Linked DNA regions of Zea mays: region 1 is linked to region 2. Evidence: chromatin contacts called from public Hi-C data. All regions are on one chromosome and are shown on one strand. Each heading gives the region's core, a stretch centred on a gene start, on an enhancer-like site or on the middle of the called end of the contact. The rest is flanking DNA. Distances are from core to core; before and after follow the strand shown.

Region 1 (4,635 bases), core at 866-3,365, 240 kb before region 2:
ACTTTACCATAAAGAATGGCTTTAATCGAGTGGCTGGCATGATGAATCTTGAAACGTTGCGTGTTCCAAGATGTTGGTTCAAATTCAGACAGGGACAGCGACCGTGACATTTGGTGTGGCGTAGTGTAATCCCAACCATGCATCTAATTATGTCTAATGCAGAATAGTTTAATAAACAACATTTGCTAATTGTGAGCTGTGACATCTTGTTTTCTTCTCTACGTGATTCGCTGCAGGAAGGTCCTTGCTTAAAAGGTAAAGGCAGGGCCAGTGATGCAGCAAGAATCGTGGTTCTGACCTGGAGATCGTTGCTAATTATGTCAAGAGATTGGAAGTACTTCTGGATCAGGCTTGTCTTGTATATGCTTATTGCTGTGTCAATTGGCACGATATTTACCGATATTGGCCATTCACTATCATCTGTAATGGTCAGTGTGGTTACATTGTTATGTTTTGATTCATCGAATTGGATTTATAATTTGGCCATTTTGGTTTCCACAGGTGAGGATTTCTGCGATATTTGCATTTGTATCGTTTGTCATCCTTCTAAGTGCTTCTGGAGTACCCGCTCAGATCGATGAGGTCAAGGTAAATACCCTATTTAAGTCCTAGGATGGAAATATGCTGCAAGTAGCTAAAAGTCTCATGAAATCAAACTTGCTGTCTATGCTAGGATGATTATTATTATTATTTTTCTTTTGCTTATTTGTCCTATGCAGATTTATTCCCACGAAGAAGCTAATCGGCATTCAGGGACAATGGTGTTCCTGTTAGGGAACTTGCTATCAAGCATTCCTTTCCTATTCCTGGTCTCCATCCTGTCGTCGCTGGTTTTCTACTTCCTGATAGGGCTGAGGAACGAGTTCAGCTCCCTGATGTACTTTGTGACCACCATCTTTGTATGCCTGCTGGCAAATGAAGCGCTTATGATGGTTATCTCGTACATCTGGCTCGAGACATACAAGTGCACCTTAACTCTCGTTTTCCTACACGTACGTAGGTTTTTCTTTCCCTTTGTGTTCTTTGGGCACGCAGAGATTGAGTCTGGCTGGCTTTGAATATACAAGTGCATCATGGTTTCAGGTTATCATGATGCTTGTGGCTGGGTATCTCCGAATACGAGAAAACTTGCCTTATCCTGTGTGGACCTACCCGCTGTCCTTCATCTCGTTCCACACATACGCTGTGCAGGTAAGCTACCATACTTACTATGCATTATGCAAGCTGCTGGTTAGTTACATCTTACACACACATATATATATAACTTGACAGGGCTTGGTGGAGAACGAGTACGTGGGCACATCGTTTGCTGTTGGACAGATCAGGACCATACCTGGTGTCCAAGCCGTTCGAGGCTCGTACGACATTTCGTCTTCCCCAAACGCGAAGTGGGTGAACCTCCTGGTTCTGCTACTGATGGCGCTCGGATATCGGATTCTTCTCTACTTGCTGCTTCGTCTAGACGTGAGGAAGAACGCGAGGAGGCTTGGAAACTGGAGGTCATGGTGGTCAAGTGTGCATTCTGCTGCCACTGGTGCAAAGTGATTTTTGAGCTTCTATCTAATCGAGTGAGTGAGTGTCGTAGGTGTTTAGTGAGTTCTTTGGTTTGGTTTGGTTTGGTTTGTATGCCCTGTCCATATGAGAAATGTATGTATACACGTATTGGTTGGCAACAAACACAAAACAATATCATTGTTTCCTAATGACATACATCTATTTATCTATCTATCTTTAGACCGCTGGTGCATGTGGTCGATCTGTCCATATGAGAAATGTATGTATACACGTATTGGTTGGCAACAAACACAAAACAATATCATTGTTTCCTAATGACATACATCTATTTATCTATCTATCTTTAGACCGCTGGTGCATGTGGTCGATCTGAAGTTTGAAATAGGAGATTGGATAGAAGATATGATGAGCAAGTAGTTGCTGGAGACCTTGGGGTGGTCTTGCTTCTTGTCGCTGAGGAGGACGCCCTTCACGGTCACCTGCTTGGGCCCGTTACCTGAGTGGGCTGGGCTGGGATGGTCCAGTAGGCAGCGCAGGAATCGTCTCGTCTCGTCACTAGGAAGTGGTACTAGGAATAGAGAGGCGCCGCCGCATCCCATTCCCATTCCCATTCCCATCCGGTAACGGCATCCCGCGTCCCTCGGCTCGGATCGCCGCCGCCCAACGGAGCAGGAGCAGGAGCAGCGATCCATCCTATCCTAGGAGCCAAACCCTAGCCAGCTATGGAGCCGCCCGCCGCCTCCTCCTCGTCTGATCCCCACTCCCCGTCTCCGTCTCCTTCTCCCTCCGCCTCCCCGGCCAAGCGCTCCGCCTGGAAGCACCCCGCCCCCAACGACACCGCCGTCATGGACGCCAACAACTGGCCCGCGCTCTCCGACGCCGCCAAGGGCAACAAGCTCCCGGACTCCTCGGCTCCATCACCTGCGCCCGTAGCCGCACCATCGGTCAGATCTCTTCTACTCTTGTTACTATTACGGATACACTTAATTATTCGATCATATACTCGATCATGTTATGGATGCCCCCATTCTATTCGATTCGATTTCCATCTCTAGGCCGTTGCCAACTCCTCCAGTTCGCAAAAGCACGGCGCCCATCACGGCCGCCACAAGTCCGCCAGGCGCATTGGCGGTGGTGGCGACCACTCTCCACGAGACCATCCTGACCGGAACGTTGCCGCTGGTTGGGACCATGCTGCCGGCGGTGGCGGGGGCAGGGGTGCCCAGAGGAACCATAATAACGGAGGTGGCAGGAGGGGCAATGGCGCACCTGCCTCTGCCACTGGGCCTTCTCATCACGGTTCTGGTGCCGGTGGCGGCAGCGGCGGAGGCTTTGGTGCTAGGCGAAGAGGGGCATACGAGCCACCATTCTATCGTGGCCCTCCACCACCGATGGGCATGGGCCACTACATGAGAGGTGCGCCGCCGCCACCGCCCATGACTGTCGCACCACCGTTCATGGGCCCTCCACCGCCACCAGTTTCGTCCATGCGCCCGTATGCTGGACCAATGATGTTCCATGGTAAAGCTTTATTGTAGCTCTGCTGCACAAAATTTAGTCCAGGTTACTGCATTGATATCTTGTCACCCATTGATTGTTTTATTTTCAAATCTCTCCAGACATGCCATCTCCCATGTCTCCTGTATCCCCCATATACTTTTATGGGCCACCACCACCAGAGGCTCTTAGGGGACTGCCTCTTGCGCCTCCTATGGTTGGCCCACCTGCTTATCCATACTTTCAAGCCCAGCCTGAACCTGAACCTCAGCCTGATCCTGAGCCTGATGCGGAAGAGGAACGTGTCAAGCTGCTCAAGCAGATAGAGTTCTACTTCAGGTCGCCACATTGATCTACTACTACTCTCTGCTGAATTCTTCAATTGGTCACGGCTGTGTTTCTGTTGATCATCATCATCATCTTTGATCTACAGCAAGGAGAACCTATGCTCAGATGTGTACCTGAGGCAGCAGATGGATGGTCAGGGCTGGGTTGATTTATCTCTTATAGCTGGCTTCAAAAAGGTGACCGTAACTACTTAACCCTTACCACTTGCTGTAATGTCGAACATTGAACTTTTCAGTTGCTGGTTCATTGTTAGCACTTGTTATGCCTTTTGGCCTTCCCTATCTACTATAGTAAAACATGTTTACATATACTCTTGCATTGTTTGATCGAGCAGTTTTAGTGAGTTCATACTTGCTGCATCTCCCATATATGTAACAGTAATTGTTCATTTTTAACCCAAAAATGATAACAGTTTCCTGTTGAATGCAATGGTTTGTCACTGTAGGCTGCAACTTCGTTGTTTTTATTGTAACAAGTACATGCTCATGTGCACCACATGTTGTGAATCATCGTTTCATGTGTTTCAATTTTGAAATAGCAATGACCTTATTTATGCGTAAGCGTTATTAAAACTGTTGATACCAACCTATCTAGTTTTTTATATTATTGTGGTTGGACTGATATATCTGAAATTCTTTCCTACTCTATTCCAGATCTACCTTTTGCGGCACAATACTAGTTTTATTGTAAGAACATGTTTATGCATTAACGAGCAGATGGCCAGTGGAAAGTGATCTTTTTGGTGTTGATTGTTGACATCTTAAGCTTCCATGTGCTCTTCGCTATATGTGATCTGGATGGTTTAGATTTAACTTGAAAAGATGTGCTATGGTCCATATTATATTGGCTTGAACTCCTTTATTTAATATCCAAATATACTTTCTGCATAACAGTAGTTGTTATTATCGGGCCTTGTTCATGGGAAAAATAATCAGTGGAAGCTGATCTTGTGTGATCTGGATGGTTTATGATTTACTTGAAGGGAAGTGACTGCATTTGGTTTCTAAACCAGTGAGCAAGTGATCTGAAATATATCCATCCATAGACCCTAGAACCCCCTCTTAAAATACTAAAGAAATCAAAATCTGATTAGAATGCCTGTGCTGAATTCATGTGTTAGTTTGATTAAGCACTTGTCTTTGTTAATCCCTGTACAGAAGGGACAGATCTATTGTTTTAAATTAATACATTTGACAGTTCATGGAAGGTTCTTTGCTACTTGCATTCCTGTATAAATGCGCTATTTGGGTATTACAGTGCTACCACATATTTTTA
Region 2 (4,321 bases), core at 32-2,531:
AAAACTGAATGTGCTCCATATAAATTACGCTACTTCATAGCAATTACTAACGTTTAAAACCAATAAATAACATTTCATTTTGCTGTTAGTGTGACAAATCATTGCTGCTCCATCCAATTCAGCAACCTCAAACACCATGTAGTCCATTGCGTCAATGTGGTCTCAGAAACGACCTAATGCTTGCAAGAGCAAAGAACGTCGTGCCGTGCTTAGGCTGTAGCCTCGACCCGTAGTGCTGGCCCGACTCGAGACGATTATTTTTTATTTTACAAAAAAACATATATACCTATATACAATTTATATTCAATATTAAAAACATCTTAGCGTGATGTTCTACTGGTTAGACAGTTTCACACAGTGTCTCCCGCCCTTCTTCCATCAGGGCATGAGTTCGAACCCCACCTCTTGCACCGTTTTTAACATTCTACGCTGATTTAATTAAATGGATTGACGAGCTAACGGGCTGTACCGACACAGTTAGCAGACTGACATGACGTGCCTGTGCCATAGTTGTGGCCCACGTGCATCTAGCCCGTGTCGGGCATCGTTACGCTGATTTAATTAAATGGATCGACGGGCTAACACAGTTAGCAGGCCGGCATGACGTGCCTGTACCATAGTTGTGGCCCGCGTGCATGTAGCTCGTGTGTGCCACAGATTAATTTGAAATAGTTGTGAGAGGTTATTTGTAAAAAAATGACGCATGACGATCGTTGAAACTGGTGCTTTAAGTGTAGTATAGATATAGATATAGATATATAGGACGTTGCTTGAGACAGCCTTAGAGTTACTTGTGGGAGCTAGGCCATGTTTGGTTTCTTTAGTCTAGGGACTAAAGTTTAGTTAGAGGACTAAAATTTAGTCTCTAACATGTTTGGTTCTAGGGCTAAAAATAGTAAGAATATACTAAATGACTCATAATAAGACTAAAATAGTCTTTTAACATTCTTCTACTATTAGTACAATTGAACTAAATGAGGGATAAATGTGGAATTAATATGATTTAGTCCCTTTTAACACATATGTGAAGGACTAAAGACAATTTATTTTACTCTATATTTTAGTCCTAGTGTTTAGAAAAAAAAAGAACTAAATGGGACTAAAAACTAGATAATAATCTTTAGTCCGTCTAACCAAACACCCACTGTCTTATACAATCTTGATGCAGCAGGGACCTATACGTAAAATTTAAAGTAACGGTGGAGCTGCGTGCATTCGGCGCTCAACCGTCCATACCGATACCATACGTTGGCGTAGTTTTGCAGCAACTCCCCGCGTCCCAACCCAGCTCTGCCCCTCTCTCTCTTAAACCCCCCAAAACCAAAAATTAAAATCCGCCTTCTTTCTTCTCCCCCGACTCCCTCTTCCGGTAAGAATCCGGCCCGCCGCCGCCGCCGCTAGCGTCGCCGCGCTCGCTGCTTCTAGGGCTGCGCCTTCTCGCGCCTCCGGTGCCTTCCCTGCTCCCCACGATCCCCTGCCTCCACAAGCTTCCTTCACCTGCTCACTCCAACCGCTGCCGCCATGGCGGAGAAGCTCAGGGATCTAAGCCAGCCGGTAGACGTGACGCTCCTCGATGCTACTGTCGCTGCCTTCTACGGCACCGGATCTAAAGAGGAGGTAATCTCTTCCACCGGACCATCCGCGGATTACCTGCCCCCGACCGACTTTAGGGTTTACTTCGGTTGCTCGAGCTTCGAGTCTATCCGAGCTCGGCTTGCTAAATGCGAATGGTACCTGTTTTGCTAAACTAGGATACTTTAGTGTTTAGGGTTTTTTCTTCTGTTGGCGATATGGTTTGGCGTGCCATATGTTAGTCCGTCTCTGAGGCGCCGCCGCCGCCTTATCCTTCTCCGTTCACACTTACCCTATCTAGACCTTCGGAATGACTAAATGTTAAAGCAAACGTGAATAGTCGGGGTTTCCCCCACTCCGAGCTGACTGGTCCTTTCTCGTCACCAGAGGCCTAACATTGCTAGTTTTTGTGTATTTGTTTTCTAGCCTCGTGGTTTTGGCATTGAACACAGATAACTATATCTGCTGCCTTTCGTTCCAGAGGAGCGCCGCTGATCAGATACTACGTGACCTACAAAACAACCCAGACATGTGGCTACAAGTTGTACACATTCTGCAGAATTCCCAGAACCTCAACACCAAGTTCTTTGCATTGCAAGTAAGTTTGTCCACTCTGCTGCCTGTTGTTATACATGGGGGGGGGGGGTAGCTTGTGCTCAAAAGGGAGGATGGATGCTATGTTTATGCCCTGGTTTGATTGGTTTAAAATACTACATGCAATTTTCACCCCAGTCTTGAACTTAAAAGGCTTGCTTGTACAGTCAATATCATATCTACAGACTCACATAATTACCTTAGAATGCATGGCTGACCAAGGTCAACTCCTGTTTCCATTACTTCCATAATATGATTGCAAGTTTGCAACTATGTCCAGCCGCAAATGGAACTGCATAATCAAGGCTATCTGTATCATGATAACTTTCTCTGTTTATCACTACAAGGTGCAATTTCTTTATCTTCAAGATTAGTTATAACTGTACCCCATGAAATAAGGCTAAGCAATTGTCGCATACAGAGCCTTTTAAGGTTCTACTTTATTTTTTTTCAATCTAAGGTTCTACTCTCTACTTCTCTAGCATAGGAACGTGAGGCAAAAATCATATCAATGATGTAAATGGAAGATAGTTTCTGAGTGGGCTAACTGCTGCACGTGCGGTTCGAGTGTTTTAATATTTAGCATGCGATGATTTTGTACCAACATTCATGCAGATACTTGAAAGTGTTATCAAGTACAGGTGGAATGCATTGCCCGTCGATCAACGTGATGGCATAAAGAATTACATATCTGATGTTATTGTGCAGGCAAGGATTAGTATATGTCATTTTATTAACATTTGATTACACTTATCAATTAATAAAATCTGATCCATTTAATTGTTTTTGTGCTACTGCCCTTTTTGTACTGTTGACAGCTTTCCAGCAATGAAGTTACCTTTCGGCAGGAGAGGCTTTATGTCAATAAACTCAATATTATTTTGGTGCAGGTAAGCTGTGCATTTAGCTTTTCTTTTTTCTTCACCTTGGCAGCTAGTTTACCAGATCATTTTTAACCTTGCACTGAAAAATTTGATGTTCTTGTTCCCAACATTGATATGATGCTGTGTGTCTTGATTTATTTATTTCTCATGGTGCTTCCTTGCAACGTAATAGGTACTGAAACATGAGTGGCCTGCCAGATGGTCATCCTTCATACCTGATCTTGTTGCAGCTGCAAAGAGTAGTGAAACTCTATGTGAAAATTGCATGGCTATATTGAAGGCAAGTTATTTTCTATGTATTTTCAATTTTGACATTTTCGTCGGCATCTTTAATTTACATACTGGATTGGTTATGAGTATCCAATTTGATAACATGCAGCTTCTAAGCGAAGAAATTTTTGACTTCTCAAGAGGTGAAATGACACAACAAAAGATCAAAGAACTGAAGTCGTCACTTAACAGGTGGGTTTGTTGTCAACTTCTATATTTTCTTGGCTACGTTGGAGGTTCTGTTTTATAGTTTATTCAGTAATCTATGTTTTAACAAAAAAGTTACTTCTGTTTTAGCTGATATCTTATTGTCTTCGTTCAGTGAGTTCCGGCTCATTCACGAGCTATGTTTATATGTCCTATCTGCAACGCAAAGGCCAGAGCTCATCCGTGCTACATTGGCGACACTCCATGCTTTCTTATCATGGATCCCTGTTGGATTCATCTTTGAGTCACCGTTGGTATGTTGATGATTGAACTTTGTGAGTGACTGATACCAACTGTGCCTACGAAAATGCTGGCCCTTACCTTTTCCTTTTTTATTTAGCTGGAGACATTACTGAAGTTCTTCCCTATGGCTGCTTATCGGAATCTTACACTTCAATGCCTAACAGAGGTAAGGACACCTAGGCTTTCTGTGTCTAATTTAGCCATATTTTGTAATTTCAACGACAAATGTGGAAACAATTTCTTTTGTACAGTATTTGGGAGCTCCGTGTTGTGTGTGTGTGTGTATATATATATATATTACACTAACCTGACACTTACGTTTGGGACCAACTGGAGAAATTCTGTGTTCAATTCTCTCTTATATTTCTAGCTACCTTGCAGGTTGCAGCACTTCAGTTTGGTGATTTTTATAATGTGCAGTATGTGAAGACATATACATTTTTCATTATTCAGTTGCAGGTAATTTTGAAGACATTTACTATTTTTCTTCTGTGCAAGTAAACTATTTTTTTCCAGATATTTAATGATTGAAGTTTTTGTTCCTTTTGCAT

The links. A called contact is a pair of places that touch in the nucleus more often than the background predicts.
Region 1: a Hi-C map of bundle sheath shows a contact between it and region 2, with 2.6 times the contacts expected there. The contact joins the promoter of LOC100384071 here to the promoter of LOC100384227 in region 2. A contact is called at or near these places in 6 of 25 Hi-C or Micro-C datasets (bundle sheath, ear, endosperm and 2 more).

The regions. Positions count from the first base shown.
Region 1 is chr1:307,021,951-307,026,585 of Zm-B73-REFERENCE-NAM-5.0, reverse strand. LOC100384071 reads left to right here and starts at 2,115. Exons shown (of 6, transcript NM_001176671.2): 1 at 2,115-2,459; 2 at 2,571-3,036; 3 at 3,135-3,351; 4 at 3,446-3,536. The coding sequence starts at 2,238. It overlaps LOC100194127, which reads left to right. Exons shown (of 11, transcript NM_001350298.1): 7 at 237-428; 8 at 502-588; 9 at 720-992; 10 at 1,084-1,191; 11 at 1,273-1,798. The coding sequence ends at 1,545.
Region 2 is chr1:306,785,746-306,790,066 of Zm-B73-REFERENCE-NAM-5.0, reverse strand. LOC100384227 (Protein EXPORTIN 1A) reads left to right here and starts at 1,281. Exons shown (of 32, transcript NM_001362287.1): 1 at 1,281-1,617; 2 at 2,054-2,170; 3 at 2,782-2,874; 4 at 2,985-3,056; 5 at 3,223-3,330; 6 at 3,430-3,512; 7 at 3,643-3,781; 8 at 3,868-3,936; 9 at 4,152-4,229. The coding sequence starts at 1,522.